Regions from separate parts of the Sus scrofa genome. Here all the other regions are linked to region 3. Evidence: chromatin contacts called from public HiChIP or PLAC-seq data. All regions are on one chromosome and are shown on one strand. The core of a region is the stretch at or near the end of the contact, and the rest is flanking DNA. Distances in the headings are between cores, read along the strand shown. Region 1 has its middle 100 kb from the start of JCAD. Region 2 has its middle 120 kb from the start of JCAD. Region 3 overlaps SVIL (supervillin).

Region 1 (5,011 bases), core at 2,493-4,992, 310 kb after region 3:
GCTTGCTTCGGGCCAGACAGGTTGGAACATTTTTCTTCAGAGTTCCTAGGAAGGGAGTGGAAAGGAATCTAAACGAGAAATACTCAGGAGGTCTTTGGAAAGTTACCCTATCTCCTTAGAGGCAAATTAAATATGTTGTGGCGAATAGAAGAGAGAAGCTTGCTTTTTGTAAGACCCTGCGGAAAAGATGTCATAGCTGGTGCGTAGAAAATCACCCCATCATTAAAAACCAGTGTGTTCAATCTACAGCTACAGTGGAGTTTGAGGGGGGAAAAAAGGAATTTTAGGATAGAAATTCCCGAACTGATCAAAGAAAGTCTCTTTGTAATATCAATTTATCACGTGACAGAATTTAAACTTTTTTATTGGAGCAATAAATAATATATACATATAAATACATACATATGCATATTTATAAAAGTTACCATTTCAGCCATCTTTAAGCGTACATACAGTTCTGTGGCTTTAAGTCCATGTGAACTTCTGTGCATCCATCACCACCACCCACCTTCAGAACTTTTTCATCTTCTTGGACTGAAATCTGTCTCCCCCAATCCCTGGCCACCACCATCCTACCTTCTGTTTCCATTAATTTGACTAGTCAAGGTACTTCATAGAAGAGCAAACTTTACAATAAATCTATTTTTGTGACTGCCTTATTTCACCTCGTATTATGTCCTCAAGTTCAAGGTCATCCAGCTTGTAGCATGGGTCAGGGTGTCCTTTTTTTTTTTTTTTTTTTTTTTTTTTGCTTTTAGGGCTAACCGGCAGCATGTGGAAGTTCCCAGGCTAGAGGTCGAATCAGAGCCATAGCTGCCAATCTACGCCAAGCTGCTTCTGCGACCTACACCCCAGCTCACGGCCACACTGGATCCTTAACCCACTGAGCAAGGCCAGGGATCAAACCCACATCCTCATGGATACTAGTTGGGTTGGTTAACACGGAGCCATGACAGGAACTCCTGTCCTTCCTTTTTTAAGGAAAATGTTCCATTGCATGTCTATACAATATTTTGCTTATCAGTTCATCTGTTATGGACAGTATTTTGATTTTCAGCCTCCTATAAGCTAACCACCTGAAAAGGTGTAAATTAATGGGGTGTCTACAAAACACTTGGCATATGGCTAGATGGCAAGTCATCACCCCAGGCAAGCTCATCTGAGACCTCACTGCTCACGGCCAGCTTGAGAAACGAATGGAAAATGTGACCTAAATGTCCACTCATAGCAAAACAAATATGATGAGGGTGCTATGAATCACCATTCATATTCATTCTGTCAAGGAGCTCCCAGCCACAGCATTTTGAAATACCAGAAATGGTGGGGCCATGGTACACACTTATCTGGCAAATGTTTATGTGCCTACATGGAAACTGTGACCACTAATAGTGATGACAGGGATATTTAGTGTCAATGTTGATGATTCTATCTTCAAATTAGAAGTGAGTTTATTTAAGAATAACCACTGTCTTTACAAGTGGTATGTAAATGTTTTTAAGATGGAAATGTTCAAAGTGCTAAATCATTGGGGAAGGAAGCAGTACATTTCTGTTTGGTCCTCTGTTCCACTGTCTGTCTTATTAGGGCCCCAAGAAAGAGTTAAATGTGTGTTTAATGAAAAGGGAAGTAGCAAGGAAACAGGGGCTACAGACAGGCTGACCATCCATGGGTGACAGCTTGAATGTGTGTTGATCAGTCAACCAGAAGCATCACTATCTATTGGCCTGTGATGCTGTCTCTGAAACCTCCCCACTGCCTCCTTTGATAGGATGGAGGACGAGAGGCCCTGCTGCTCCCTCCCTCAGCCCCTCACACCAGCTTCTCTACCCCTTGGCTCAGGTTGCAGAATGAATAGGATGCAGGTGTCCCTATTCAGAGTCTGCTTACTAAGCAGAATGAAAGGGGAGAAGCAAAGTTCAGCCCCACATGTGCAAGGAAGCAAATGGCTCTCCAGGGGAGAGAGAAAATCCCAGCAGCCAGCATTTGTGAAGGCAGGGCTGTGTGCTGGGGGAATATTTCATTCAAATGAGCTCAGGAGGCAGCAAGGGGGTGGGATTAATATACGATTCCCCTCAAATTGTGAATCTAAGGAAACCAAGAGAGGTGAATCCTTTTCCATCCCTGTTAGGATCCCCCCAAAGAACAGGACTTTTCATTTCCCTTTGTGCATCTATCTCTATTAATTAATAACTGGAAACATGCCAACCTCTCAAGTGTCTTACTCACATCTGGGCTGAGCAGGTGAAATTGCTCAGGGTTCTCCTGCCCTTGGACAATGTCAAGCTTGTAACTCATACAAGTCTCACAAACTGACCCTATGCGGATCAGGATGCAAAGAAGTAGGAAGGGCACATGTCACCGAGGTAGTGGTTCTAGTATCTGAAAGCACGAGTTGGGAGAATTCTTTTAGATAAGCCCATAGATGAAGAGTGTCCTACTTGGATTTAGAGGGACGTGAATTTTCCACCCACCAATGACATCCCATGCTCTGTGCCTCCCTGTACACTGTTCCTTTGTGTAGCAGCTTCTGTCATCATTTCTCCTGGAGAGCACTTGCTCACCATCCAAAATGCTTCCCAAACACTCTGCTCCTCTGAGAAGCCTCCCTGGGCCTCCCCAAGCATCAAACCATTTCATCGTCCTTGATTCCAAATCCACGTATTTATAGATCCCTCTACTCTGCTACTCTAGAATCTGCTCACTGCACTGAAATGACTGAAATTCTCTCTGCGTGTCTCTCTGTCTCTGTCTCTGCCTCTCTGAAGACATGGATGTCTCTGGCCTGGGGGACTAACTGTGTATTTGGCCCACAGCTAGTCATCAATGGGTATTTGTTGAACGAATGAAGGGTGAACCACCAGATACATCAGAAGGCCATGTGGGATTGCAGAGCTGGGACATCGAAAGAAAGAACTCATTAATCCATCAGCTTAGCAGGTCAGGTGGCTGTCTCCTGGCACAGAGCAAAGGCCTGAAAAAAAAAAATGAGATGATGTCAGAGGGAAGGGATTTTAGGCCTGACCTGGATTATGCTTGGAAGGCACACCTTAGCAGGAACCCTGGATGGCCAGGACCCAGTGCCAGCAAAATGTGCCAAAGCCCAGACCATTCCCAGATCCATTTTATCAGCTACTTTTCCAATAGAACCTTCCTTTAGGGCGATGCTCTCCAATAGGAATATGATACTGACAGGAACATGATAAGATTTCCTAGTACTGACATTTAAAAAGTAGCAAGAAATGGGTGTACTTAATTCTCAATGGATCTTATTTGATGCAGTTTTTTCTAGAATACTATTTTCATGTGTGATCAATGTAAACATCATAAATGGGACATTTTGGACTCTATTTCATACTAATTCTTTGAGGTCACAGATGTGGTTTGGATCCTGTGTGGCTGTGGCTGTGGCTGTGGTGTAGGCCGGCAGCTACACCTCCAATTCGACTCCTAGTCTGGGAGCTTCCATATGCTGAAGGTGTGGCCCTAAGAAGAGAGAAAGAAAGAAAGAAAGAAAGAAAGAAAGAAAGAAAGAAAGAAAGAAAGAAAGAAAGAAAGAAAGAAAGAAAGAAAGAAAGAAAGAAAGAAAGAAAAAGAAGAAAGAAAGTTAGTTATGCATCTTAAAAGCTGTGAAGGGGAACTGCCAAATTGTCCTCCAATTTATAGTCTCACCAGCTGTGTATGAGAGTATCGGTTTCCCCCAGAAATAACTCTGGATATTGTCAGTTGCAGTTTTTGGTTAGCAGAGCAATTTTAAGTCATCACCAGGCATTTTTCCCTTCCCTCAAGGAGAGGCAGAGGGGGAGGTTGTGTGTATGGCTATAAAAGATCAGGTATTTTAACTTGTAGATCCATAAAGGAGTCCCCCTGCATCCCCACATACCCCCCATATCACTTCCACAAAGAATACGTTGGTGAAGTGTTTTTTTAACCTATGAGTTTACTTAATGAGTCAATCTCTATATTGTGGGGGGGGGGGGGGAATTGCTGCTGCACTCGAAGCACATGGAGGTTCCCATGCTAGGGGTCTAATTGGAGCTACAGCTGCCAGTCTATGCCTCAGCCACAGCAATGCCAGATCCAAGCTGCATCTTCGACCTACACCACAGCTCACAGCAACGCCGGATCCTTAACCCACTGAGCAAGGCCGGGGATTGAACCTGCATCTTCATGGCTCCTAGTCGGATTTGTTTCTGCTGCACCACAATGGAAACTCTGAATGAGTCAGTCTCTTAAATTGAGGCAGCGCATGCCTCATAGCCAAGTGTGTAGAGGACCCTATGCTTAAGAGCACAGCCTGGCATGTGTTATGTATGTAATACCTCTGTAGCCACTGCCAGATCTAGACCAGGTGCATTTCCAGAACCCCAGAAATTCCACACTTACTAGCTCTCTCCCCATAGTAAGCCCCCTCTTGACTTCTGCCACTATTGATTAACTTTGCCTGTTGTTGAACTTCCTACAAATGAAATTGTGAAATATGTCCTCTTTGGGTCTGGGATCTATCATGTAATGTTGTTTGTGAGATTCATTCATGTTGTCACAGGATACAGTGTGTTCCTTTTCATCTTACATCAGGTGTGTTATTTTTCGTTGTATGCATAGGCTATAATGTAGTTATCAGTGTTGTTTCTAGCTTGGGGCTGTTTTTCCACATGTCTTTAGCTGGATATATTGAGAATATACCGAAGAGTGGAATGACTGGGTCACAGGCTTCGTGAGTGTTCACTTCTTTTTTTTTTTTTTTTTTTTTTTTGCTTTTTAGGGCCACACTCACAGCATATGGAGGTTCCCAGGCTAGGGGTTGAATCAGAGCTACAGCTGCTGGCCTTCACCACAGCCACAGCAATGCAGGATCCAAGCCCAGTCTGCAACCTACACCACAGCTCATGGCAACAACAGATCCTTGACCGGCTGACTGAAACTTCCAGAGATGGAAACTGTGTCCTCAGAGATACTAGTTGGATTTGTTTCCCCTTTGCCAAAATGGGAACCCTTAAAATCTTTATGATAG
Region 2 (4,713 bases), core at 438-2,937, 290 kb after region 3:
AGTAAAAGACTGCCCCGAAAGCCACCTGATGGAGTCAGGGGGTCCACACCCCAAGTTTTCATTGCTAACTGTCAGTCTGAGGAATCTTCTTGTGAGCAAACCAGGAACCCACCTGATGGAGGCCAGTCGAGCCAGCCCAAGAAAGAAGCCTGGCTTCTGCCACCCGGGTTGCCCCACCGAGGGGACACCAGCTGTTGCCACCTCGTCCGTGCCCAGGAGGCGGCCAGCATGATTCACGGGCCTATTTGAGGGAGGTGACCTGAGCCCGTGTTTCACAAGGCCCTCGAGGGGAACAGCCTGCCCTCTCTGCTTCTTCCTCCTGCGGCTGCAGCCTGAGCAATGTCAAAGCCATCGTCACGGAGACACTAGGTCGGGTTTTTAACCCACTGAGCCACAACGTCAGCTCCCCTAGTGGGTTTTCTGTGCACTGATTTCTCTCCAGTTGGAAGACAGTAGCTTTCCCCTCCTGGGAAATTCTACGTGCAGAACTGCTGTTTAGGTTTCTCGGGTTGGGCCAAAGGAAACCAGCCCAGGCAGCTCTGGGAACAGTAGACGGGGTCTGAATGGGCTGGGCTTGGTCTGGCTTTGATGAGGTGTGAGGAACACAATTCCACTGGCCACCATGTGGCCGCCAGAGTGGGAGCTTTCCAAAAGAAGCGTCTGTTCACAGTTCCTCGCCCCTGGCTGTTTTTGATTTGTTTTTTAAGCTTAACATTTATCTATTTATTACTGTTTTTATTTTTTTGCCTTTTCTTTTTCTTTCTTTTTTTTTTTTTTTTTTCTTTTTTTTGGTCTTTCTAGGGCTGCACCCACGGCATATGGAGGTTCCCAGGCTAGAGGTCAAATCAGAACTGCAGCCGCCGGCCTATACCACAGCCACAGCAACACAGGATCCAAGCCTGTCTGCGAGCTACACCACAGCTCACGGCAATGCCAGATCCTTAACCCGCTGAGCAAGGCCAGGGATCAAGCGCCCATCCTCATGGATGCTGACCTGGGTCGTTAACCACGGAGCCACGACGGGAACTCCTGTTTTAATTTTTATGGTCGCACCACGGCATATGGAAGGTCCTGGGCCAGGGATCCAACCTGTGCCTCCCGCAGCAGCCCCAGCTGCAGTCAGGTTCTTAACCTGCTGCGCCACAGTGGGAAATCCACCTCTGGCTGTTTGGAGGGTCAACCTGAGAGGTTCTTCTGGGCTAATGATCCTCTTCCTCTGGCGCTGGTAGAAGGAATCCAGGCACCACGCGGGCCAAAGGAATGTGGGTGTTTCTCATCTGAGCTGGATTTGGACATGGGGTCCACGAATCTTGGAAAAAATCCCTCAGAAAATGCATCCCAGGTCTGTTAGCCGCAGTCTGTTCCCTGTTCAGGTACCTTGGCCGAGAGTCACTCCCTGCCTCCATCACATTTAAATCACAAACTCCTCCTTAGACCTGGAAACAAAACAAAACATGGACTGTGGCCACCGTGGCTTGTTCTCTGAATTGTCCAAACGGTCCAAGAAAAAAAATGGGGGTACATTTGACAGATTCCTCTTGCCTCCCAGACAGATTGTGATTCACTGGGAAAATGTTCCCTGTGGTTTTTAGAGCAGTTTCAAGCAACAGCCCTATGCCTGGGGCTAGAAGACCAGTTTCTAAATGACCCGTAATAAACCTTGTTGCTGGGCAGAGTTTCCCTTATGAAATTTGAGACCTCAGCTAGTTCCAGGTTCAAGCAGAGCAAAGCACATCGGCTGATCTCACCAAAATCTCTCCTAGACCTTTGACCTTTGTTTATGAAGCATACTATTAAGCCTTTGCCCCACTCGTGAAATGCACTCACCCCTGCCCCCTCCATGAAACGTTGTTCTGCAGAAAAACTCGGCTGAAGTGTATGTCCAGTTTAAGATATGGAGATAGAATATTTGACATGGTTTGTGGTTTTCGCTTTCTTTCCTTCTTACTTACTTTCTTTCTTTTTAGGGCCAAACATGTGGCATATGGAGATTCTGAGGCTAGGGGTTGAATCAGAGCCGTAGCTGCTGGCCTACACCACAGCCAAAGCAATGCAGGATCTGGGCTTGTCTGTGACCTACACCACAGCTCATGGCAATGCCAGATCCTTAGCCCACTGAGCGAGGCCAGGGATTGAACCCAGATCCTCATGGATACTGGTTGGGTTTGTTAATGCTGAGCCATAACGGGAACTCCATAAGATTGATATTAACGGAAACACATCACTATATCTTTTTTTTTTTTTTTTTTTTTTTTTTTTTGCCTTTTTGTCTTTTTAGGGCCACACCTGCGGCACATGGAGGTTCCCAGGCTAGGAGTCTGATCGGAGCTATAGTTGCCGGCCACAGCCACAGCCACAGCAACACCAGATCTGAGCCATGTCTGAGATCTACACCACAGCTCACAGCAACGCCGGATCCTTAATCCACTGAGCGAAGCCAGGGATTGAACCCGCAACCTCATGGTTCTTAGTCGGATTTGTTTCCCCTGCACCACAATGGGAACTCCACATTTCACGATATCTTAATACTACATCTCAACTCTCAGCCCCTTCCAAATTTTTTTCTCATTCATCTCCCAGATATGACATCTTTATCAATTTCTTCCCTGAGGGGCTGGGAAGTGCCATCCTTCCGCCTGCAGAGATAAGTAAACTGAGGTTCTGTGGATCTTGTTTGTTTTCTGGAGCACGGAAGTCTATTGGCTTAGGTTTATATGCTGAAGTTTCATCAGCCCTTGGTCTGCTTGCTATAGCATGATGGCCTTTTCTTTTCCTTCTTTCTCTTAGAAATGTGGGTCTGAAGCCCCCCTTTCCTGAGTACTGTTAGCAGATGAACATACTGAAAGGTGATGAGTGCAAAGGAACTTGGCCACCAGCCAATCGGTATATCAAAAGGATGAGCATGTAAGAGATGAGACCTGTGTGGCTTTTCCCATCGCTGAGGTCGCAGTGAGTTTGTGGTGCAGGAACAAAGCCTCGCCTTCTGTGGCCCTTTGTGTAGAGAGTACGAATCGGGGCTGTGACTCTGTTTTCCAGGAGCGGATCGGAACCCCATCTAGACGAATGCTGGGTCACAAACCCTCGGTGGGTGCGGCCAAGTCCTGGGACTCTGCAGCTGTGTCTGCTCTCGGGTGACAGACAGGGCGCCGCTGGAGGGCCAGCGGGCATCCTGGGACTCGGGCTCGGTCCCTCAGGCCTCTTTGTCTCCTCCTTTCGCTGAGATCCTGGGAATGAGGCGTGGTGGCCCAAGAGAAACCAGAGCCTCCAGATTCCTTTTTACAAACCTTTGTCCACTTTATTTAAAACATAGGCAGAGCGTGGACAGGCTGTTCAGCCCTGATCTAACATTATCCTCCACGCAGCTATCTGTCACCAGCCCATCAAATTCCTGAGAAACCAGCTACCCGTAGAATATTTGCCTCAATTCCGTCCATGGTGATCAAGACCATAGTATACATTTTTAGAGGGGACAGCCAAACACTTGTCTTTAATAGGAATAATTATTATATTTATAATTATCTATATATAATTATAATAAATTATAACCATACAGTAAGTATATATGTATAATTATAATAAATTATAATTATTTAAGTATGTATTTATAATAAATTATAATATAAATAACTTCTAAATATACATTTCATATTACAATAAATTAATAATAAATATAATATAATTGAAATATAATACATAAATTCATACAAATTCATATTATAATAAATAGGAGTATGTTATATTCAGTGGTGGTATGGTGTGTATATATAAATACCTATATGTATTTATATTCAACTGTTGTTGAATTTATCAGAGCCCACCTGATGTCCCCACTCCCAGCTCAGCCTGAATCCCAAATAGTATAAGGAGATCAAAAAGTTGGGAGACGAGTTCCCTCCGTGGCTCAGAGGAACCCAACATAGTCTCTATGAGGATGTGGGTTTGATCCCTGGCCTCGCTCAGTGGGTTATGGATCCCATGTTGTGGCAAGCTGCAGCGCAGGTCACAGATGCGGCTTGGGTCTGGAGTTGCTGTGGCTGATATGTAGGCCAGAAGCTGCAGCTCCCATTCAGCCCCTGGCCTGGGAAATTCCATGTTCAGTTGGGTTAAAATAAAAAAAGTTGGGAGGAACCAGCAGAACCAAGGGGTTCATTTTGTTGTGGAAGAACATGTGCAATGTGTAAAGGTTGAAGAGTGTGCAGAAATAGATGTGAATTTGATTTTTAAATCCTGGGAATTTTTCTTAATACGCTACCCCTGGCAGTGATGCATTTTCACTCTTTAGCATCTCAGATCCAGAAACCCTGAATTCTGTAAGGCAACCATTGTCTTCCCATCTTTTTGCTAACCTACACCCTCAAAGTTTTCAAAAAATGATACTCTTCCTTGTGCATTTTTAAGTTAACAGTTGAATTCCTCTCTTCATAAGTTTAAATTGCTGCAAAAGATAGAATTTCCAGCATAATGCAAATGTTGGCATTTTACAATAAAATGACGTCATCACTCTTTAAAAAATATCTGAAGGAAGGGAAACACTATAATGATTTGATGTCCATTGTCACGCATTTAAAAAATTCATCAAATCCTCTTCCTTAGGAAGAAGAAAAAGAAAATAATTTCTCTTCCTTAGGTGTTGGAAATTTATTATCTTTAAATTGTATTTCCATTCCTTTGCCACCTAGGACTTTATTCCCAGAAAAAGTATTTTTATGATTG
Region 3 (4,662 bases), core at 473-2,972:
CTCGTTACCACATCAAGCTTTGGAAAACACCCAAAAGAGAAAAGATGGATTCAGCTTCAAAGGTTCAGTCGAGGGAGTTCCTTCCCATTGTGGCTCAGCAGAAGCGAACCCGACTGGTATCCATGAGGATGCGAGTTCAATCCCTGGTCTCACTCAGTGAGTTAAGGATCCAGTGTTGTCATGAGCTGTGGTGTAGGTCACAGACACAGCTCAGATCCCGCATTGCTGTGGCTCTGGTGTAGGCTGGTGGCTACAGCTCCGATTAGACCCCTAGCCTGGGAACCTCCATATGCCACAAGTGTGGTCCTGAAAAGCAAAAAAAAAAAAAAAATCAATCAAGTAGCTATTTCCCTTGGGTGCAAAGCTGTGGCTCTTATCCAACCCTACTCCTTCAACCTTACTGTCAAAGAGAACAGAGAGGAGTAAGGAATGTCATTTTGGAAGAGAAATGTACAGGGAGAGGTCATTCTAGAGCACGTTCCGTCTAACCTGCATCGCGACATCATCTGTCCACTTGTGACAGCCCTCAAACCCGGGTCCCCCGGCTCCTAGGACTGTTCTTTGTGCTGTCCCACATTACTGCCCAGCGATGGTTCTCCACGTATGACCTCACCCCCTAGAAAGGCTTCACTATAAAACTCGATCAAGTCTCTATATGGACATGGAGAATAGACTTGCAGTTGCCAAACGGGAGTGGATGGGGGGTGGGGTGGACAGGAAGTTTGCGGTTTGCAGATGCAAACTATCATATATAGAATGGATCAACCACAAGGTCCTACTGTACAGCCCAGGGAACTATATTCAGTATCGTGAGATAAAACAAAATTGAAAAAGGATGTGCGTGTGTGTACACACACACACACACCTCTCCATATCTGAGTCACTTTGCCGTACAGTAGAAATTATCACATCGTAAATCAACCACACTTTAAAAAAAGGGGGGGAGGGGGAGTTCCCACTGTTCTACCAAAGGTTTGGAATTCAGCGGCAGCAGCTCAGGTCCCTGCAGAGCCATGGGTTTGATCCCCGGCCTGGGCGGTGGCTTACATGCCTCTGGCATTGCTGCACCTGTGGAATAGGTTGCAGCTGTAGCTTGGATTCAATCTCGGGAACTTTCAGATGCTGAGGGTGTGGCCACTGAAAAATAAGGGATTCTGCGTCTCGAAAACATCCTGGACTAAATGGAAAAGAGTCAGCAGTTCCTGATTAAGTCCATAATAATAAGTCCTGATACAGGACTTGACAGCACAGGTTACACAGTGAGCAGAGCCCTAGGAAAATACATGAGCTATGCCCCTCTGTTCTTTGGGATGTCACCTCCCACTTTCCACCCAGTGACTGCCAAGGACAATGCATATTCAAGCACCACAGGGCACTCGAATTAATTGAGCGGTACTAGGCCACCTCTCCAGGGTTTGGGCTCCAGGCTCCTTACAGAATGCAAGCCCATGGCCACCCTCTCTGCTGGCCTGTCCCCAGGCGCCAGCCTTCTCAGCCTGCCTGCTGGTCTGCCTAATAAGGCCATGTGCAAGCTGACTGGCTGGCTGGCTTCTGGGTCACCTACTGTTCACCGTACAAACTGGGGGGGCTCGCGAGCAAAGCCAGAGCCTACCTTTTGGCAGACAAAGGGTTAGCTGCTGCCAAAGCTCTTAAAAGGCTGCACAGTTGGGCCATTGACATAATAATAGAAACCTCCTCCAGCTGAGCCTGCCAGACTCCAGCCTGGGGATCAGCTTTCTGGGTTAAAGGAACTTCACTTGGGCTGTGGCCTGGAGCAAGAGGCCATACAAGGGAAAGTTCTTTGCTCCAGGCCCTTCCAGGCTCCGACAAAGACCGCACACCATCAGTCTGTGGAGCAGCCTATTCAGCCTGCACCCTGACTCCTCCAGAGGCCCCCACTTCAAAAATAGCAACAGACCCTCTCCAGAGAGATTGCATGTCCTGGGTCCTTAAAGGAGAGTCACTGGGTCAGGTGCCGGAACAACCTTTTTTATTTTTTAGGTTTTTTTTTCTTTTAGGGCCGCTAGGGGTCAAATCAGAGCCACAGCTGCTGGCCTCCGCCACAGCCACAGCAACTGGGGATCTGGGCTGTGTCTGCAACCTACACTGCAGCTCACGGCCACGCCAGATCTTTAACCCATTGAGTGTGGCTAGGGATCGAACTCACGTCCTCGTAGATTCTAGTCAGGTTCTTAACCCGCTGAGCCACAATGGAAACTCCAGCTTTTGTGATTTATTCCCATTATTTAAGGCCCAGTGAGAGGGCCCAGGAGCACTATTAGTCCCTTCATCCTTCCACTGTCAACCTTGTGGCTCTCTGATTCTGGTGTTTTTTTTTTTTTTTTTTTTTTTTTTGGTCTTTTTAGGGCTGCACCCACGGCATATGGAGGTTCCCAGGCTAGGGGTCCAATCAGAGCTACAGCTGCTGGCCTACACCACAACAACGCAGGATCTGAGCCACATCTGCAACCTAAACCACAGCTCATGGCAATGCTGGAGCCTTAACCCAATGAGTGAGGCTAGGGATCGAACCTGCATCCTCATGGATGCTAGCTGGGTTTGTTAACTGCTGAGCCACAATGGGAACTCTGCTCTTTGATTCTGAATTAGCCCTTCCACCAAGGACATGGCCAGGAAAAGCAAAGGCGAGAGAGGCTTAGCTCCTGGTCATGAGCTCTGTCCACTAAGACTCCTGGAGGCACAAGCCTGGATGGCCTGAACCATCCTGCAAAAAGTTCAGAGGTCAAACCTCAGGACATTCGGAATTACAAACTAAAGATACAAAAGCAGGAAAAAAAATGAGTAAATTAATTTCTCAAATATTCAGCAGTGATGACTGAGCCTGTCTTGTTTATTCCAATGAAATGCAATGTCATAAAAGAAAATTCCTTAATAGAAAAACTAAAAATTATAGGAAAAAAAAAATTCCTCCCTTCTAGTCCCTGTGACCCCCTCCTAACGACAGAGATAGGACCGAATTACCCTCCCCCTGGGCATTTCTAGCTTAAGCGGGGCTGTCTAACAAGATTCCACACAAGAGATCTATTCATAGACTTGATTATGTTAGACGAGCAAGTGACACTTGGTTTGGAAGGTATATATTTAGTCGAGAGCCATTTAGCAGAACTAGAACCACTGTACACACTCCTGCCCCTGGAAATTAAAACTGTGCCAATTACATCAGCAGATGATGGATTTTTATCAGATTTTTTTTCCCCTTCAGAAGAGGAAAGAATGGGAGTTCCCACTGCGGCTCAGCGGGTAAAGAACCCAACTGGTATCCATGAGGGCTCCGGTTTAAGCCCTGGCCAGGCTCGGTGGGTTAAGGATCAAGCATTCCTGTGAGTTGTGGTGTAGATTGAAAACCTGGCTTGGATCTGGCGTTACTGTGGCTGTGGCCTAGGCTCTGATTTGACCTCTAGCCAGGGAACTTATACACCATGGGTGCAGCCCTAATAAGAAAAGTAAATAAATAAAAGAAGAGAAAAGAATGTTTTCAATATGTATGTTACATCTTTTTCACTATTAGACTACATGTGCTATTTGATTAGGGGGGCAGACAGTGATTTTAAAGTGATTAAGCATTAAATCTTCATTTGCTACCTTTTAATAGAACACATTATTTTCAAGCACATTATCAGGCTATTTTTATGGGAATATTTTTAACCCAGGCACATGTTTACCCTGTGTTCAGCTTAAAAGAGGCTGCTAGAGCTTTAAACCTCCTCCTGCAGGACTGATTTAACCTAGTCCCAGTTCTCAACATCTAGAAGCATTAACTCAAGTACTAACCTTTCTTTTAAGTCATTAAAACCGGATTCTTTAATTGCACGATGTCTCCCCCTAGTGGCAGAAAGGAGTGGATGCACTTTCCCAAGTCAATTTTACAACCACCACTCAGAAAAGCAAAGCAAAGCCTGAAGTCAGGACAAATTTGTTTACAGCAGCTTTAAAATCTCTAAGATATGTAAGAACTTAAATGTTAGCAGATTATTTCATTCAATTGCTCGGAAACTATGCATTGAGTGACCTATAGACCAAGTCCATTTCTGGTGCTGGGCAAAAAGCATCAGTGAGAACATTCCATTCTAAGCAATAAACAGCTCATACAAAGGTATGGCATCATGTCCCACACGCCCAGTGGCCTTTTATTTTAATGTATGTGAAATATATGTTATGTGATCTAAATACCAAATACTCTGAAATGCTAGTGGTTTGGTATTGCTGGCACAACTCCTAGACTGTCACTGTCACTTGCCTCTATCTTCCCTGCCCCACAAGCAGACCCAGAGCCTTTCACCTGTATCCTCACCAAGTACCTGCTGAACAAAATGACCATGGGCTGTCTGTACCCATGCCATCCCAACTTTTTTTTTTCGTATTAGGGCCACACCCATGGAATATGGAAGTTCCCAGGCTAGGCGTCAAATTGGAGCTGCAGCTGCTAGCCCACACCACAGCGACAGCAACGTGGGATCTAAGGCTCATCTGTGACCTACACCACAGTCATGGCAAAATGGGATCCTTAATGCACTGAGTGAAGCCAGGGATTAAATCCACATCCTCAAGGACAGCAGTCAGGTCCTTAACCTACTGAGCCACAACAGGAACTCCACAACTAACAAGGCTTTCTGATCAGCTACATGAAAGGGCTCTCGCTGT

What was found. HiChIP or PLAC-seq counts read pairs in DNA pulled down with a chosen protein or histone mark.
Region 1: an H3K27ac HiChIP or PLAC-seq map of skeletal muscle shows a contact between it and region 3, with 5 times the contacts expected there. The contact joins two enhancer-like sites. A contact is called at or near these places in 16 of 47 Hi-C or Micro-C datasets (alveolar macrophages, embryonic fibroblasts, epiblast stem cells and 8 more) and 2 of 2 datasets of contacts at active chromatin or transcription factors (alveolar macrophages and skeletal muscle).
Region 2: an H3K27ac HiChIP or PLAC-seq map of skeletal muscle shows a contact between it and region 3. The contact joins two enhancer-like sites. A contact is called at or near these places in 2 of 2 datasets of contacts at active chromatin or transcription factors (alveolar macrophages and skeletal muscle).

The regions. Positions count from the first base shown.
Region 1 is chr10:41,009,267-41,014,277 of Sscrofa11.1, reverse strand. No RefSeq gene overlaps it. Among named protein-coding and RNA genes, the nearest start is that of JCAD, 100 kb to the right of the region's middle. Within about 2 kb of position 3,742, at least 1 of the 83 cell types and tissues checked has an H3K27ac peak or open chromatin away from gene starts, as enhancers often do. A contact at or near this core is called in skeletal muscle, where this site is marked.
Region 2 is chr10:41,026,210-41,030,922 of Sscrofa11.1, reverse strand. No RefSeq gene overlaps it. Among named protein-coding and RNA genes, the nearest start is that of JCAD, 120 kb to the right of the region's middle. Within about 2 kb of position 1,687, at least 12 of the 83 cell types and tissues checked have an H3K27ac peak or open chromatin away from gene starts, as enhancers often do. A contact at or near this core is called in skeletal muscle, where this site is marked.
Region 3 is chr10:41,316,416-41,321,077 of Sscrofa11.1, reverse strand. All of the region lies in intron 3 of SVIL (supervillin), which reads right to left. Among named protein-coding and RNA genes, the nearest start is that of SVIL, 140 kb to the right of the region's middle. Within about 2 kb of position 1,722, at least 28 of the 83 cell types and tissues checked have an H3K27ac peak or open chromatin away from gene starts, as enhancers often do. A contact at or near this core is called in skeletal muscle, where this site is marked.